Regions from separate parts of the Xenopus tropicalis genome. Here region 2 is linked to region 1. The links are chromatin contacts, called in public Hi-C maps. All regions are on one chromosome and are shown on one strand. The core of a region is the stretch at or near the end of the contact, and the rest is flanking DNA. Distances in the headings are between cores, read along the strand shown.

What was found. A called contact is a pair of places that touch in the nucleus more often than the background predicts.
Region 2: a contact with region 1 is called in a Hi-C map of neurula embryo, with 2.6 times the contacts expected there. The contact joins the promoter of ski here to the enhancer-like site in region 1. A contact is called at or near these places in 3 of 5 Hi-C or Micro-C datasets (gastrula embryo, liver and neurula embryo).

Annotation. Positions count from the first base shown.
Region 1 is chr7:91,208,250-91,212,680 of UCB_Xtro_10.0, reverse strand. The region is part of intron 1 of ski (ski oncogene); the gene reads left to right. Among named protein-coding and RNA genes, the nearest start is that of ski, 48 kb to the left of the region's middle. Within about 2 kb of position 2,555, at least 1 of the 11 cell types and tissues checked has an H3K27ac peak or open chromatin away from gene starts, as enhancers often do. A contact at or near this core is called in neurula embryo, where this site is marked.
Region 2 is chr7:91,256,165-91,260,595 of UCB_Xtro_10.0, reverse strand. ski (ski oncogene) reads left to right here and starts at 2,542. Exons shown (of 7, transcript XM_004916154.4): 1 at 2,542-4,151. The coding sequence starts at 3,222.

The DNA of each region.
Region 1 (4,431 bases), core at 1,306-3,805:
GCCCAAGTTAAGAGTTTGATTAATCTTTTTGTCTGGTAAGAGTGTGGTTCTCTGTCATTCCATTTACTGCTTTACACCATATTTTTAAAGCGTTCCTGTTTGTTCAGAAAACCAGGCTTTTTCAGTTTTTCCAAACAATTCCAAAGATGTCATGTGTGAAGTTTTAAGAAAGGTTCTGAACTCCAACCCTCAGGACTCACTGACTGGACATATCTTAAGGATGTCCTCACAATAGAACAGGTGGCTTGGTTACCAGATTATTTGCAGATACACTATTGATCAATATGGCACAGTGCTAACATTAGGGAATTAACAGCTGCCCCAAAGCCATTGTAGCAGGTTTATTTAGTATGGCTGTGAGCTTTGGTGCCTCTAAAAATGCCAAGGTTCAGATCATACAGATTTATGAAGATCCCTAAGCACGGTGAGATTGTGGTAGTTACTTGACCATTAAATGACCACCACTGATCTTAAAAATGTACACCATTGGCCATCAAGATCTGCAGTTCAAGAATTATTGATCTGGGCTAGCAGACAAGACCCAGCAGAGGACGTTTATTGATTTGACACAGGTCACACAGGAGCTGACTTTTGGAATATCTATCTGACTGGTGTGCCAGACAAACCATGTTACTAAGGATTTATTAAGCATTAATTAATCTCCCCCCCATCGGTTGCTATCTATAGGTAGTGCCATTTAATGTAACTTGGTGTGCTTTGTGTTAACCTGGTCAGAGTTTTCAGGTTGCCCAGTTCACTTGTTTCTGAACTAGCTTGAAGATCACTTGTCTGTGTGTTTTGGGCTTAAATCGTATTTAGTATTAAAACTCCAGTATATATGTGTTGATAGCTAAAAGTGCTGTTGCCTGATCTACAATGAAGTAGTAGTAATGCCCACATTAAGTAGCAAGGCAAGTGGCTATAACTTTATCACAGCAACGTTTCTGTTAATCTATAATGAGTCCTATAAAATAACAACAAAAGATAAATGTATGTTTGCGGGAAATACTTTAACCAGTTAGATCTGAAGGATATATGACTTTACTCGGCATGGGTAAAGGTGGCCATACACGTGGCGATCTGACGATGTTTCGTACGACCATCGGTCGCACGAAACATCGTAAGATCCGCCACACACCATTCAGGGCTGAATCGGCAGGTAAGGAGGTAGAAACAATAGGATTTCTACCTCCTTCTGCCGATTCAGCTCTGAAAGGAGAATTTTGGTCAGGCGCCTTCTATGGCGCCCGATCAAAATTTTCAAACTGGTCCGATCGGCGAGTCGTCCGATATCAGCAGCTTCCTGCGATATCGGTCGACTCGCCGACATGCCATACATGCACCGATTATCGTACGAAACGAGGTTTTGTACGATAATATCGGTGCGTGTATGGCCACCTTTACACATGTAATTTGTATTCCTAGACATTAAAGTTAGTAATATTTATCCCCTTAAAGATTTATTATAGAAATGTGTGCCCCATATGTTGATGAGACCTTGTGGGCCTTTGCTCTTGTGTTGCTGCCTTAACAACAATCCATAAGTTGTGTAACTTCTATTTTATTTTACAAACCTGGTCAGATAGCATTTGTCTGTGTCTAATAACACAGACACCTTGTCCTAAAGTCTTTGTTTCGTTATTTTTTTTTTATCGGTCATAAAAATGCATTTAAGCTGGGCAGCCATAAACAAGAGCCACACTTCCTTGAAGTTCATATTAAAGCAGTCTCTTTTAATTAACTTGGATTCCTAGTATATAACCCTTCCAAGTGTTGTGACCACAACATCCTGTGTTTCATGCTGCCTTTCTCATCTTGGGCAACATCTCCTTTAATCCTGAATGGAAAACTTTGCTTGTTTCATATTGATCCTTTGTGAGGAAGGGCAGCAAGCCAAAAATCCATTAACATATACACCCCGCAACTTTGGGTGTAATGACTCTGGAATGTCTGAGGCTAAACAGCTTTAGAATCTGTAAGAAAAGGGCTCTCTCCTTCCTTTTGTAATTGTTCAGAGTGAAGTGTTTATAAAGCATACTGTCTCTAATATAAAAAGATAATTTTTACAAGTTGTGTTGTCTTTTTATACCCTTCTACCCCTGGAAAAGTCAAGGTCCAGTATAACAGGAACTGTTGTCATTTCATAGACAAATAATTTTAAACCACACATTTTACTATAAATGTTGTACATATATGATATCGCTTAATACTTAGCCCTCCTAATTAGGGTTATTTTGCGGAACATTCTTAGAAGGGTGCCCTTCACATATTCCTACCCAGAATCCATTGAACATGAATTCTTTCTCACAGATTGCTGGTTGGCAGAGAAAGAGCAGTGAAGAACTGAATCCAGCTCTGTGCCTTTTGTTATGGGCAAGTTTTTCCCCATGCTTTATTGTATCTGGTCATTGGCTTTAACAAAGAGTTAAGAATTAACGTCCTCCTCTTTTGAAAGGGGCTACTGTTTTATTGGCTCTTGTCTAGCCATTTACCTCTGATTGAACCTCCAGCCCAGAAACAGGGCTGGAAATGACCCTTATGGGCTCCAACCATCTTTCATAGCCGTGCACTCCCACTAGAACACTCATGAAAGCCACTGACCTCTTCTCACCCCTTATACTCTCCATGGTGCATTGTGCCTGCATGTTTTCCTTTTGAGCCACAGCTTCTTTCTGTTTTTTAGTATCCCATGGGGCAGTTTGTTTTTACTCCTCTTCCCATTCTACACTTTAGCATCACAGTAAATCAGATCTGCTCCTGATTAGTTTCCCTTGGTGTATTTTGTTTTCTTTCTCTTTTTAGGTTTTATTTTTGTGTTTTGTATGTGTTTTCTACCTACGTTTATTTTGGACTTTTTGATCAAATTTAGCAGTTGAATAATACCCTGTACTGCATGCAACATTAACACATGGAAATGTTTATACAGTGTTTCATGTAACATTCTGTTAAATGGACTGCACAGAACGCAAGTACCTCTTGTTTTTAGCACCATTATATCTTTGCATTGATGCTTATAGAGATAACTATGTGTCTCTGCTGCATCATTCTTCATAGACCTAATTGGAACAGCATCACCTAGTGGGCAACTGTAAAAGTACTGTTGTGATTTAATTTTTTGAAGACAATATCTGCCTTGGACAGCTCAACACAGTAGAGGAGTTCAGTTACTTACATAATGTCTGAAATGGAATATCCAGCTAACTTTTAATGCAGGATTTGTTATGCAAAGGAGAGAATAATATGCCCCATTGTACAAGGGCAGGTAATACTGCATTATTATACGCTGATCGCAAAATAGACTAAACACATGATCTTCTTGATAAATGTGGAATGCTAATCTGTATGTAGTTATATTTGTTTTGCCTTTTGCTAGTCCACCTGGTCTTCATGTTGAAGTATTTTCATAATTATAGGTTGTCTCAGACAGCACTTCCTTGTGGCTTTATTGAAGCATAAGAAGAGAAGGCATGGTCTTTGTAAATTATAACATATCCCTTTACCGCTGGAGTCTTTCTCTTGCTCTCTTCCAAACTAATTTCATTTAACACCCCTTGCTAAACTTTTAGTAGGGTTTCAATGGTTCTGTGCAGGTGTGAATTTTGGAGGGTAGCCAGGAATAAAGTAAAGAGAGGACACATTGTCGCCAAACCTTTCCACCACACGTGGAGCCTGCCTATTGATGAATCTCTGGCAAGACTCCAAGCACCCACCTCCCTCCCTTCCACCCCCTGCAAGGAGCAAGCGTACGGAAAAAATGGCTAGACAGAAAAATTGATTGTTCATGTAATTTGATTTGACATAAGGCAAAGTGGAACGGGAGGACAGGGAAAAAGCTACAACCTCAGCACTGCATTAGCAGGGCTGCATTGATGTGAAAGAATTTATGGTTGCCCTATTTCTCTTCAGGAAGCACATTTACACAATCCCAACCAACAAGGGTCAGAGGAACCTCCAACAATATCAGAATGAATGGTGCTTCTGTAGTCGAGGATACATTGTAGATTTATCCCGCAAAGCCCTGTATTGCAAACGAGAATAGATTTTGTTGAGAACACACACTGGGAAAGTTGCTTAATGCTGGTCGATTACTATCAGCCCTTATTAACAGAGCTCGACAAATTGCCTGAAAAGGGGCTGAGCAAGACTGAATCAGGCACAGAGGCGTCTCATGCAGCCCTGCAGATTTGATTGTTTTTCTTTTCCATGTTTGATCTTGCAGTGGTTGCTGGCCGGCCAGAAGTAAAACGAGATCTCTCAAAATTATTTTTTAGCTATTCAGTGTTTAGGAAGGCATATATTGATAGTATACACTATCTAGCTTATTTGTTTAGTTAGCAGAGTCTCCTGGAAAAAGGGACTTTATTGTAATTTTTAAATCCAATGAGTAATGTTCCAGCCTTGCTCCTGACATTCTAAAAAAAAAAAAAAAAA
Region 2 (4,431 bases), core at 1,293-3,792, 48 kb before region 1:
GCACAGTCACATTAACACTGATTGTAACATAGTAACATAGTAAGTTGGGTTGAAAAATGACATATGCAAAAAACCCCATCTGAAGCCTCTCTAATTTGCCGCAGAGGGGAAAAAATTCCTTCCTGACTCCAAGATGGCAATCAGACCAGTCCCTGGATCCACTTGTACTAAGAGCTATCTCCCATAACCCTGTATTCCCTCACTTGCTAAGAATCCATCCAGCCCCCTCTTAAAGCTATATAATGTATCTGCCAGTACAACTGATTCGGGGAGGGAATTCCACAACTTCACAGCTCTCACAGTAAAAAATCATTTCCGAATATTTAAATGGAACCTCCCTTCTTCTAAACAGAGTGGGTGCCCTCGTGTCCGTTGGAAGGACCTACTGGTAAATAAAACATTAGAAAGATTATTATATGATCCTCTTTTATATTTATACATAGTTATCATGTCACCTCTTAAGCGCCTCTTCTCCAGTGTAAACAGACCCAACTTGGCCAGTCTTTCTTCATAACTGAGACTTTCCATACCCTTTACCAACTTAGTTGCCCTTCTCTGGACCCTCTCTAACTCAATCATGTCCCGTTTGAGCCCTGAAGACCAGAACTGAACAGCATATTCTAGATGGGGCCTTACCAGCGCTCTGTAAAGGGGAAGAATAACCCCCTCCTCCCGTGAATCTATACCCCTTTTAATAAAACCTTGTTTGCCCTTGCAGCTGCTGCCTGGCATTGCTTGCTACAGCCAAGTTTATTATCTACAAGGACTCCAAGGTCCTTCTCCATTATGGATTTGCCTAGTGCAGTCCCATTAAGGGTATAAGTGGCTTGCATAGTTTTACATCCCAGGTGCATGACCTTACATTTATCCACATTAAATCTCATCTGCCACTTAGCCGCCCAGATTGCCAGTTGGCCAAGATCCTGCTGCAAGGATGCCACATCCTGGATAGAATTGACTGGTCTGCAGAGTTTTGTGTCATCTGCAAACACTGATACATTACTTATAATACCCTCCCCTAAGTCATTTATGAACAAATTAAACAAAAGTGGACCCAGTACAGAACCCTGAGGGACCCCACTGAGAACCTTACTCCAAGTAGAGAATGTACCATTAACAACCACCCTCTGTACCCGATCCTGTAGCCAGTTTTCTATCCATGTGCAAATGACTTCACTAAGACCAATAGACCTTAGCTTAGAAAGCAGTCATTTGTGTGGAACGGTGTCAAATGCTTTGGCAAAATCCAAATAGATTATATCTACTGCATCCCCACTGTCCAGCTTCTTACTTACCTCATCATAAAAAGCAATTAAATTGGTCTGACATGACCTGTCCTTCATAAAGCCATGCTGATTACTGCTCATAATGGCATTCTCCACTACATAATTTTGAATGTGATCCCTTAACAAGCCTTCAAATAACTTGCCCACTACGGATGTCAAACTTACAGGCCTATAATTGCCAGGCTGAGATCTTACTCCCTTTTTAAATATAGGCATGACATTCGCCTTCTTCTAATCGGTGGCCATTCATGCAAAGATCTGCTTGTTTATTATTGCCCACCTTGAGGTGGGCAATAATGAACTGTAATGCAGGCCTTCGGGTGAGGACCACATCAACAAGCCAAAAAACTATCCGTCCAATTTTCGCCCAGATATTGGTAGGGCAGGCCCTTTGGAGGGTCTTATACGTGGACAGAAAAGCTGCCATCTCAGTCTGAAGGGGCAGAATCTGCCCATGTATACACAGAAAGGTAGTCTACAGAAAGGTATTTTTGGATGTGTTTTTTTTTATCCGCAGGCAAAAAAATGCCCCATGTGCCAGTTCCCTAAATGTCATGCAGTCATGGGGCATGACAAGCACTGGACAAGTTTGCATACAGGCGTTTTTATTCATCCTTTTTTTTCCTATGTGCCCAGGCATGTACCATTGCCATGCATTTTCTAGCAGTTGGCTTGGCATTGTGTGGCCCTGCATATTAATAGTGAGTGTGATATTCTGTGCCTGTGCAAGTTTAAAGACTTTAAAGATTTAAAATGTACCCCAAATTATTATTATTATTAACATTTATTTATAAAGCGCCAACATATTCCGCAGCGCTGTACAATAAGTGGGTTTCATACATTGGGCATACAGAGTAACATATAAAGCAATCAATAACCGATACAAGAGGTGAAGAGAGCCCTGCCCAAAAGAGCTTACAATCTACAAATTGAAACTTTATATATTTGTATGTGAAAAAAGAGACAGATAAAAGGACAGTATATAAATATATGGCAGGAAAAATAATAGCCTTATGTGGGGGAATAGTTGAGAATTACCTTTTCACCTTTTGTATAGCATTATCCCCTTGCATTCTCTGTTTATTGAAAAAAGAAAAAAAAACACCCTTCCTCTTTTGTAGCCAATGGTTTTACGCATGAGAAACACGAGATTTATTTTGCCTTCGACAGACAAGTTTTTTTTTTCCGCTTTGCAGTAGAAAAAAAAAAAAAAAAAAAAAAAAAGGCAGCAGCAGCGGCAGCAGAAGGAGGAGGGAGGGGGTGGAGGTTGTTCCTGGAAGAGCCACAGCCTGGGGAGTTGGTCACATTCTTGGCTGGGATTCAATGACTGAGGCAGACACCAACAAACAGAGAGAAAGGGGGTGGAGAAGGGAGAGGAAGAGGGGAGGGAATGAGGGAGGGGGAGCGCAGAGCGCAGACAGGGTGCATGAGGCAGGAGGCATTCAGGCAGTGAACAGCACCGGGAAGGCAGCAGCCTGTGTGTATGGGAGGCAGAGCCGAGCTCTCCCCTAACCTCCAGCAGAGCAACATGAAGGGGAACTCGTGAGCCGGAGCCGCTGCTGTCCCGCCCGCAACTTCCCACAAACGCAGCCGCAGCCCCCTCCCCCCTGGGTACTGAGGGAAAGTTCAGCCGCGTTTGTGCCTCCTCAGCGGAAAGTGACAGGGACTCGGAGTTAGTGAGCTGGCTGGGACGCTATGGGCAGGAGGAGCCCATCTCGGCACTGAGCAGCTCCCAGCTGGATGAAGCGCTGTGAGTGGCAAGGGATAGCCCAGGAGAGAGTGGGCACAGCACGGCTATATGGAGGCTCAGAGAGCCCACTGAGCGCCACTGTGGATTGAGAGTAAAGCCCAAAGGCAGCGATCGATTGACCTGCGCGGAACTTGCCCCAGTGAGTGTGAGTGGCTGCTCCGAGTAGTGTCGGGGAGCTTTCAGGCATGGAGACCGTGAGCCGGAGCAGCTTCCAGCCCCATCCCGGGCTCCAGAAGACCCTGGAACAGTTCCACCTGAGCTCCATGAGCTCTCTGGGCGGCCCGGCCGCCTTCTCAGCCCGCTGGGCTCAGGACATGTACAAGAAGGAGAGCGGCAAGGAGCCCCCGGAGCCCGTTCTACATTTACCCAGCCAGCCGCCCCCAGTCATCCCCGGGGGGCCCCTCTTCATGCCCTCAGACCGCTCCACGGAGAGGTGCGAGACTATTCTGGAGGGGGAGACAATCTCTTGCTTTGTGGTCGGAGGCGAGAAGCGCCTGTGTCTGCCCCAGATCCTCAATTCGGTGCTGCGGGACTTCAGCCTGCAACAGATCAACGCCGTGTGCGACGAGCTACACGTGTATTGCTCCCGCTGTACGGCCGACCAGCTGGAGATCCTCAAGGTGATGGGCATCCTGCCCTTCTCGGCGCCCTCCTGTGGCCTCATCACCAAGACGGACGCGGAGCGGCTGTGCAACGCCCTGCTGTATGGGGGCAGCTACCCGCCCCGCTGCGCCAAGAAGAGCGACTTCCCGCCGGGACCCTTAGAGCTGGAGCTGACCGAGAGCAGTTTCAGGGTGTACCATGAGTGCTTCGGCAAGTGCCGGGGCCTGTTCGTGCCCGAGCTGTACGGCCACCCCAGCGCCCCCTGCATCCAGTGCCTGGACTGCCGCCTCATGTATCCCCCGCACAAGTTCGTGGTGCACTCGCATAAGGCGCTGGAGAACCGGACTTGCCACTGGGGCTTCGACTCGGCCAACTGGAGGGCCTACATCTTGCTGGCCCGGGATAACCCCGGGGCCGGGGGAGAGGAGGAGCAGGCTAGGCTGAGCCGGCTGCTGGAGGAGATGAAGGAGAAGTTCGACTACAGCAACAAGTACAAGAGGAAAGCAGCCAGGGTGAGTAAGTGGGGTGGCTACAGGTAGCCTTCATTACCTGGCCAGCTTGCTTTGGTCTGTTTCTTTGTCTTATCTGAGGGCTAAACCATAGACTTTAGTAGCGGTGTGCTACTAGCCACTTTTCCAACAGCAGTTATTCCCAGAGAGAAATTTTCTTTTCAATAAAAGATTACTTGAAAAGTTTAGTTGCTTTACCCCAGGAGCTGTAGAGTTAAAAACCTTACGGTACCAACAAGGTGATGGGAATTGCGGGTGTGTTTTTCTTTGGCTTGAATAATGG